3 separate regions of the Mus musculus genome follow, and regions 1 and 3 are each linked to region 2. A link is a contact called in public HiChIP or PLAC-seq data. All regions are on one chromosome and are shown on one strand. Each heading gives the region's core, a stretch centred on a gene start, on an enhancer-like site or on the middle of the called end of the contact. The rest is flanking DNA. Distances are from core to core; before and after follow the strand shown.

Region 1 (2,901 bases), core at 143-2,642, 210 kb before region 2:
AAACAGTGAGGCACTGAAGGCAATGCAAGCGGCTTCCCATTTGGAGGCTGCTCAAAAGGTGCTCCCCGCCCCCAGAGCCAGTGCCAGTGTCAGTGCCAGCGCATACATCCATATTCTCTTCCTGATTCCATGAAGGAGGAGGGTGGTGCACTACCATGCCACCCGCGTAAAGGCCAGGTTGAAGCTGCCACAGACACATATAGCCCTCAGGTGAACTTTGCAAAGCCACCATGTATGTATCCCTTTCCCAGGCCTCCCTAGGGATGAACACACGGGAGGTTTTTTTTTGTTTTGTTTTTTTTTGTTTTTTGTTTTTTTTAAGTAGGATCTCATCCTAGGCCTAGGTTTCTGACCTCTGGAAACCTCTTTGGTCGTTTGCAGAGCCCTCTGGCAGGCCTGGAGCTTCCTGTCGCTGCATTCATAGCTAGGTCACTGGGTGCCAAACAGATGCTAAGGGCTCTGGCTGGCTTGTGTGCGGCCTCTCCAACCACCGTCTCAGACACATTCCACAACCAAGATTCCTTCAAAACCCCCTTCTCTGAAAGCAAACAAAACCGCAGCCTGGGAGCCCAGAGGAGCTCACACTGCTGTGGCTCCGTTTTTTCTTTCTTCTTTCTTCCTTTCCCACCCTCCCTACTTAAATACTACTACAAGGGACATAGAAACCTGCTAACCCTCTCATGTTGAGGATGGGTAAACCGAGGCCCAGAGACTGGAAAAAGGGGTCTAAGGTCCCATAGGTTCTACGATTGGGTGGGAGTTCTGGAATCCAGGCAGGACTGACTTGGGCACATAGCTTCTTTAAGACACAAAATCTGTGTGGTGGTGGTTTTCGGTCAGTCCCAACACCATAACTGGCCCAAAGCATCCCTAGTGATTGGCTGGGCCCTGAACCCACCTGATACTTCCCTGATGTAAGCTGGCTAGTGTGGGCAGGGCTGGGACCCTTGAGCTCCCTGGCACAGACTGAGTGGTGCTCAGCAAATGCAGGAGGAAGTCTCTGGGGAGGCCTAGAAGCTCAGGGGCAGGGCTCCAGAAAAGCAGGCTGCTCTAATGGAAACCAGTCAGTGGCTAACTCCCCCCCCCTGACTTTGGTTTCCATGGGGACAGGATAGGAGGTGGAGCTCTGGCGTGGCTGCTGCAGCAGATGTGGCCTGTTCAGGGCTGGTGGGGGTGGGGGGGTGGGGGTGGCGCCTGGCAGGGAGCCCTGGGACGTGGCAGGAGTAAGACTGGGCGCAGGGCCCTGCAGCCATAGCTATGGTGGTCAGCTTTAGGGAAGAGCCCAGGGCTGTCGGTCCACCACCTCCAGGAAGTCTCCTGGATTCCTCAGGTGCTCTCAACCCACGACCCAAGCCTCCTCCAAAGGGAGTAGGCCCACGGGCATCTCAGTGGGAGCCTGGCCTTCCTGAAGATATCTGCATTAGTCATGCCAGCCATGTGGATGCTCTGTGTGCCTCAGGCCTGCTGGTACTTGTAAAGTGGGGGGAGTTGGGGAGCGAGACAGGGATCACCACCACATGGTCCTCTACTGTTCTCTCGATGGTACCGATGGCTCTCCTCCCACAGGCACACTTGGCCTGGTGTGCTACGGGGCCTACAACCTGAGTGATGGAGGCCTAAAGAATCAAAGGAGCTCCATACCATTGTGATATGCAAGAGACTCTGTGGGCTTGGGGGACACAAGCCCCCAACGTGGGCCACACCAACTAATGCAGCTGGGTGGGACTCTTAGAAGTCCCCCTTGCTCTGTGCTTTGACACACTTACCACGGAGAACTAGCCTTTTATGAGCCCATCATGACCTGGGACACAGCATCCAGGCTCCCAGTTCTAAGTAGCTCCCTGCCTCAGGACTATGGGAAACAATGGGGACACCAGGCTCCCTCCTCATCTCTTGCTGCTACCCTGAGTGTGGTCCACAGCACATCAGACCACATAGGTATAGAAACCCTGAGCCAGGGAAGTATCCTAGACCCCCAGAAAACTCAGAGCTGCAGACTCCAGCAGAGAGGTGATGGTAGCTCTGTCAGAGAGGTCTCCAGCAACCCCAAACCTCCATGGCCTAGACCCTCAGGACAACTCCTTTTTATTGCAGCAGAACTCCAGGCCAAAGGAAAGATCCTTACTGGTGTTGGGTGTCTGAGGAGAAACCGGCCAAAGTCAGCCTCTAACAGGCAGGAAATAAACGGGAGTCCAACGCCAGACTCTGGCTGTGGGAAAGCTCTCCAGCCTCTCTGTACCTTGACCTGCTTATATAGAAAAGTTAGCACCCAGCGCTCACTAGACAGGGGGGTTCTCTCTCGAGGGCAAGAACTATGCTCTATTTATTCTGCAGTCTAATGCATTCAGCATGGGCTCCGGTCAGACATCAAGACAAGACAGAATTGGAGACATTAAAATGAATGTGGAGATTGTTTTTTAAAATGCATGACAATTCCCAGCCTGGGCCTGGCACTTAGTAGGTACTCTGCAAAATCACTTCTCCCCATCACACAGAATAAGACCTGTCTGTGGTGTCTAACTTGCACGGGGGCTCTCTGGGAAGAGCCAATTCCGTCCGAGCTCACGCCTGGGCCAAAGCTTTCAGCCTTGGAGCTCTCTAGCCGGGCCTGCTTACCTGCTCTTATCTCCTCTCTTGTCAGCTGGACACTGACCTCAGTGGCCATTCCTTTGCTATCCTGACACCTAGCTGAGGTCCTAGTCATATGCTTGGCCTTAGGAGTGCTCACTTTCCGGTACCTGGCATTGTCCTCTCAGCTGGATGGTCCAGGGGGTCATCTGTTCAAGAATGACCCTGTCTCAGGGGCAGAGCTTTCCCAGGGTGCTCGAGTATGCTGGATACAGGCCTGAGACCCCCCCACCCTAGCCCTCAGGTGCCAAGTATCCCAATGGACTGGCATTG
Region 2 (2,882 bases), core at 78-2,577:
GGAGTGGCCAGTTACTCTCTGAACTGGGAAGGCTGGGTAGGGATGAGTCTGGGCCTGGAACTGTGTGGCTGCTGGCACCTTTCCGTGGGAAACACCCCAGGAGGAAGCTAGGTGTAGGAATTCAAGCCCAGCGCAGTATTCAGCTGGCAACATTAGTGCTTGGAGCTGAAGAGTCCATGGAGACAAGGAAAAGCCAAGTCAGCTAGCCCTGGAGAACAGTAGATCTATTAAGAGTGGAGAAGGCCAGGTGGAGGAACCCCCGAAGAAGCAGCTATGGGGGGCCAGCAGCAGTTGAGGTGGAAGTGGTCTAAAGGACTGCAGAGCTGGAGCAACCAGGCAGACCTTTGGGGTAGTCAAAGGCTTAAGGCAGGGGAAGGGATGGAGATGCAAATAGATACTACTTGGGTGGGGGGCGTCTTTCTAGGGAGCAAGGGACTAAGACATGGTGCTTCAGGAGAGGTGTGCTCTACAAAGGAGCTTTTACAAAGGAAGGTATCACAGGGACTGGGTGGTGGGTATAGGCCAGGAGTCTCCATAGCATCATAAATTGAGATGACCTGAGAGTGATCCTGGGGGCTGGGGGAGGGGAAGTAACTTCCGGAGGTTGGTGTCTATAGAAGCAGGAAGGCCCTGAGCTGGCAGATAACTGTCGATGGGAATGGGTTAAATGGCTGCAGGTGGAGAAGAGACACTGAGGTTGGTGAGGCCACAGTCACACCTGCATCACCACACTGTATCAGGGAGTGGACGGGGGGGGGGGAGTGTTGCGGGGGGAGGGTTTGCATTAAACTAGGGTTGGGACTGTGCCAGCTGAGAACTCCACACGGAGATGGGGCGTGGGTGCTAAGAGCGTGCACACGAGGCGATGGAAAGTTAAGTGTGATGGAAATGACACCTGGCCTGAGGGAAAGGTGCAGGAGGCAGGGGGTTACCTGTAATGGCATGTTCACACTGCAGCTTTAGCAGGGGGTTACCTGTAATGGCATGTTCACACTGCAGCTTTAGCAAAGGGATGGCCTAACAAGGGTCTCTCTCTCTCTCTCTCTCTCTCTCTCTCTCTCTCTCTCTCTCTCTCTCTTAGCTGTCTCCATTGTTATGACAATAGCGGGAGCCCCCCCCCCCCTTAGCCCTAGGTTGCTGGGGTTAAAAGTGCAGGCAGGCAAAACCCTGGAATGGGCTGGGAAGCTTTGTCTCCCGCCCTCAGCTGGGGTGGTGCTTGAGCCAGGAGCTGAGGTGGCTGTGAGCGCACCTCCCAGAGGGTGAGAAAAACCTCCAAGGTAGCAGCAGCCAGAAAGCAGGCAGGCTGTGTGGGAAGCAGGTGGCTGCTGCCTCCTCCTCCTCCCTCCAGGCCATCCCCCAGAGGGCAGTGCAGGATCACCTCTGGCTATATGGCTCCTCTAGCTGGGAGCCCAGAGGCTGCCAACCTGCCTGATCTGGGGCTTGCTCCTAAGGCCTTTTTAGTTCAGAGTAGGTGCAGGCCAGGCAGCTCAGTGCTTGCCACAAGAGACCCTTCACATCATTGTAGTGTTGCCACTGGAGAGGAAGAACTTCCTCAGGCCACGCAGCTAGGAGTGGGTCCACTCCTTCCTCCACTGCCTGGCTCCTCCACTCCACTAGCACCCCCTCCTTTATTTTCCAATGCAGCCAGTGTTCTTATGTTTGTCCTCCTGGAAAGCCAGGACCCTGCTTGTCAAGTCAGGTCTGGCTCACACTGGACCAGCAGTGAGCACCTCTGGCCAGGCTGGGATTCAGGCCCAGGACCACCTTACACATGAAAAGGAGGCAGAGTCCTGATGTGAGGAGCCCTACTGTGGGCAAGCTATTCCTGTCCTGTACCTACTTGCTGTCTTGCCTCAGTGAGACTGTACGCCTGTCCACCTCAGCCAGAGGAAAGTGCAGTTTCTGACCCCATGCAAGCTCCCCAGAGTTCAGACCTTGAAAGACAAATGGAAAATTCGTAACTGCTCAGTACACCCTGTCTTAGGCAGTGGGTTGGGACAGGCTCCTCTAGGACCCACCCATGTCCCTACCTCATTCCAGTGCCGAGCTGGTCTGGTCTGTGGAGAGTAGGAGGTGGGTGTGCCTGGAGCACAAACCAGGGAGAAAGAGAACCTGAAGGTAGAGGCCTCAGGGGAGAGGGGCACAGAGGGACGGGGGAGGGTGGGGACCGGTGGGGTGGGAGACCACAAGGGGAGGGGAAGAGTTCTGAACAGGAAGTTCAGAAACGCAGAGAAGGAGAAGCAATTGGAAGGACAGAGAGGGGAAGCCAAGGAAGGTGAGAAGCTGGAGGTCCAACCTGGCTTCGGAATAGGTTTATCATTTGCAGGTTATTAACGGCTGGGAAGAGACTGTAGCTGGAAACCCTCCCAGTGCCAGCTAAATGCCTTGCAGAAAACCCCAGCTGTGTAGGACTCTGGGAACAAAAGGTCCCCCCCCCCCCCCCGTAAACAACTGAGGTGTGGAGTCTCTGGGTAACTCAAGGACCTCACATTCAGACACTGGAGTTGTGAAACCTGAATACCTGACGAGGTTATTTAACCGTCTTCTGCGCTTGATGGCAGTGGAATGTGGACTTACCAAGTATGAATCATCATCAGGAAAATACCCAAGTCACCCCAATTACACCATTATCAATGGCTGCATCGCCCTGCAACCCAACGCAATGAAACTGGAGAGAACGCCAGCTGGGCCGGGCCTGGAGGAATCCGGCTCTTGGCGAAGATTGCCTGCCTGGCAGCGGCCTCTGCAGTCATGCCAAGCCACAAGCCTTGTGTGGTCGCTGTGCTGAGGTGTCAGGCCCATTTTACAGTCATGGAAACTAAGGCTCACCAGAGCTCAGTCCACTCCTGTAGCTCTAACCATAGAGGAGGGCCCAAAAGGAG
Region 3 (2,700 bases), core at 157-2,656, 250 kb after region 2:
TGCAGTTATTATCCTCTGTGAGCTCATAGCCAGTCCCACAGCTGCTGTCCCGCTGGCAGCGGAAAGAGCCCACTGTATTGATGCAGGATTCTCCCAGCCGGCAGTTATGGCTGCCTGTGATGCATTCATTGATATCTAGAGAGATTAAGGCGATGCAGAAGTAACCAGCAAGAACAACCAAGCCTTAAGCTTGAGCAGAAGGAATGTCCCAGAAGCCATGGTGGATCTGGCTTCCTGCATTCATCAAGTTGCCCAATCAAACTGAGCTGAGTCTTGCTGTGGGCACATCTGGAGAGGGGCAGACACCAAATCAAGCTCTGTTAAGTTTCAGATCTCTTTGAGTAAGGGCCAGACCCTAGAATCATGGCGTCTACAAGACTCCCACAAAGGAGGTCGCATGCATCATCCCCATCTCTTAGACAACGGGAAAGGCAGAAAGAAAGATCTACCCAAGGCCTCACGGCAGATCCTGAACCCAGGTGAACCCCAATGCAGCCCTTTGCCCACACTGTATCTATAGTCTTCTAGAAGACAGCCTTGTCCAGGCAGCACGCAGGTCCCAGCTGTGTTCCAGGAATGGAACAAAGGTTGTGCCACGCAGGCCTGCTCAGCAGAGGCTCCGAAGCACAGGGGCTAGCTCTCAGATGTTACCTTCGCAGGAGACACCATCCGACTGCAGCTGGTAGCCCACAAAGCAAGAGCAGATCACCTCGTCCCCAGTGTCACGGCACTGCTGCTTACAGGGCCCGCCACCTGCAACCAGAGTCCATGGGAGCTAGTGAACAGACTGAGCGACCTTCAGAGACCCTTCCAGGATGCACGGACACAGAAAACAGGCTCCTTGCCACAGCCACGTGTGGTCCTTGGGACACTCCCAAGCCTCGGCTCTGAGCGTCTCCGGGGCCTCTGAAGGCAGCAGAGGTCTGACAAGTTAGGAACCTTGTGTTGCTTCTGTGGTTAGAGTGGACCTGGGGAGGCATACTGCTCGTGGTCAACAAGAGGCCTGGGGGGAACAGGCTCCACCTGGAGGCAGGGCTCTATCAGAGCCCATGTAACTCTCAAGGGTTTCCAGCTGCCCATTCCTGCTAGCTTGCCCATGTCCATGTCCGGTGCTGTGACAATTGTGGGTACAGCCTCTCCCTGCCTGGCACCTCCCCTGTGACTCACACGGGATACTTCGAGTGTAACCCCACTGGGATGATCTGTGTTTCCTTTGCCACAGCCTGGCTGGCTATCAGGGGCACGCAGGCCTTACAGCGATGGTGGCTAATGGATCCTCCTAAGTTGTCACACCGGCTGTCACTCTCGCAGAAATCATCTGTGGCCACCCAGAGAGGGCTCACTCCAAGCTTCCTGGGAACTCCTTATCTCCCTCTCCCCTCCCTCCTGGCCTCAGCGCAGGTTGACACTGAGTGCTGGCGCTATCACTTTGTGATTAAGCTGCCTGCATACCTAACACCCAGTCGCAGAGTGAACCCTTTGGGTGGAGCTGCAACAGAACGGTCAGGTTAGATGAGCCAGAATGTTCTTGAAGAAAAAGAATTTAGTTAGAAAAGGCTGCACTGCGTGGTCACTCTAACGTAAGTGCAAAGGTCTCCTAAGAGACCATGACTCTACAGGGACAAGCGGGGCTCCAGGGACACACAGATAAGAAATAGCTACTCTCCTGGGGCATCGCAGCCTTGGAGAAGTATCATCACCCACAGAGCCCAGGAGCTTGCTGGCACTGGAGTGCTCACACCAGTCCTGCCTCCATAAGCCACTGTCCCCGACAGATCCCCCCGGCTCTGAGCACTCAAGGGTGGAAGAAACAGGGAGCCCCAAGGGCCCCAAGAACAGAAGTACTTTCCAGCTGAGTCTTAGCAGAAGTCAACACTATCCCCTGGGCTTTCATAGCTACCTACCAAAGGACTCCCACAGATCCCAACATCTCACCTCGACAGCGGTCATTCAGGTACGGGTCTTCTTGGTCCTCCTCGTCAGGAATCTTAGCTAGGGGTAGAGAGATGACACAAGATGACACAAGCACCTGCTCCTCCTGTCAGGACCGGACACATCCGAGCACACCACACTCGTTCAACTTTGGTAAATGTACCCTCACATGAAGGGGCAGGTAAGCTCTCCCAACACACAGCCTGAATTAGTTATCGTAGTCGGTGAGTCTAAAGCTCAAGAGAGATGTGAATGAGGTAAAATTCCCAGCAAGCATAGTGCACGGATTGCCTGCAGCTTCTCAGGGCTTCCTGCACGACTCAGGAGCTCACAGTGTAAGAGAGCGGATGAAAGAACCAGGGGGTCGGGGCTGGAGAGATGGCTCAGCGGTTAAAAACACATCTTTCTTGCAGAGGACCTGGGTTCCGTTCCTAGCTCCCACACTTGGCTCACGGCCACCAGTAGTTCCAGTTCCTGGGGCTCCAATTCCCTCCTCTGTCCTCTAAGAGAACTCTTCTGACCATGGAGGGCACACGGTATACATATATGCAGGAAACACTCATACTCAGAAATATAAATTAAAAACAACAAGAAATTCCTATATCACAGAGCCATGGCCCTCAGGGCTTCAAGCACAGGTGGCTGTAGTCAATGGGGACAGGTAGAGCTGGCCAACAGAACTGCTTCTGTGGTCCCACAGCCCTCTGAGGAAGAGCCTGCCACCTGAACACAGATGCACCCAGCCACTGGCTCACACTGGCCAAGACT

What was found. HiChIP or PLAC-seq counts read pairs in DNA pulled down with a chosen protein or histone mark.
Region 1: a contact with region 2 is called in an HNF4G HiChIP or PLAC-seq map of pancreatic cancer cells. The contact joins two enhancer-like sites. A contact is called at or near these places in 4 of 484 Hi-C or Micro-C datasets (cortical neurons, embryonic stem cells, liver and 1 more) and 2 of 115 datasets of contacts at active chromatin or transcription factors (embryonic stem cells and pancreatic cancer cells).
Region 3: a contact with region 2 is called in an HNF4G HiChIP or PLAC-seq map of pancreatic cancer cells. The contact joins two enhancer-like sites. A contact is called at or near these places in 1 of 484 Hi-C or Micro-C datasets (embryonic stem cells) and 1 of 115 datasets of contacts at active chromatin or transcription factors (pancreatic cancer cells).

Annotation. Positions count from the first base shown.
Region 1 is chr15:85,685,357-85,688,257 of GRCm38.p6, reverse strand. No RefSeq gene overlaps it. Among named protein-coding and RNA genes, the nearest start is that of Lncppara, 17 kb to the left of the region's middle. Within about 2 kb of position 1,392, at least 163 of the 459 cell types and tissues checked have an H3K27ac peak or open chromatin away from gene starts, as enhancers often do. A contact at or near this core is called in pancreatic cancer cells, where this site is marked.
Region 2 is chr15:85,479,311-85,482,192 of GRCm38.p6, reverse strand. No RefSeq gene overlaps it. Among named protein-coding and RNA genes, the nearest start is that of 7530416G11Rik, 22 kb to the left of the region's middle. Within about 2 kb of position 1,327, at least 45 of the 459 cell types and tissues checked have an H3K27ac peak or open chromatin away from gene starts, as enhancers often do. A contact at or near this core is called in pancreatic cancer cells, where this site is marked.
Region 3 is chr15:85,228,852-85,231,551 of GRCm38.p6, reverse strand. It overlaps Fbln1 (fibulin 1), which reads right to left. Exons shown (of 17, transcript NM_010180.2): 5 at 1,936-1,992; 6 at 652-753; 7 at 1-135. Among named protein-coding and RNA genes, the nearest start is that of Fbln1, 24 kb to the right of the region's middle. Within about 2 kb of position 1,406, at least 65 of the 459 cell types and tissues checked have an H3K27ac peak or open chromatin away from gene starts, as enhancers often do. A contact at or near this core is called in pancreatic cancer cells, where this site is marked.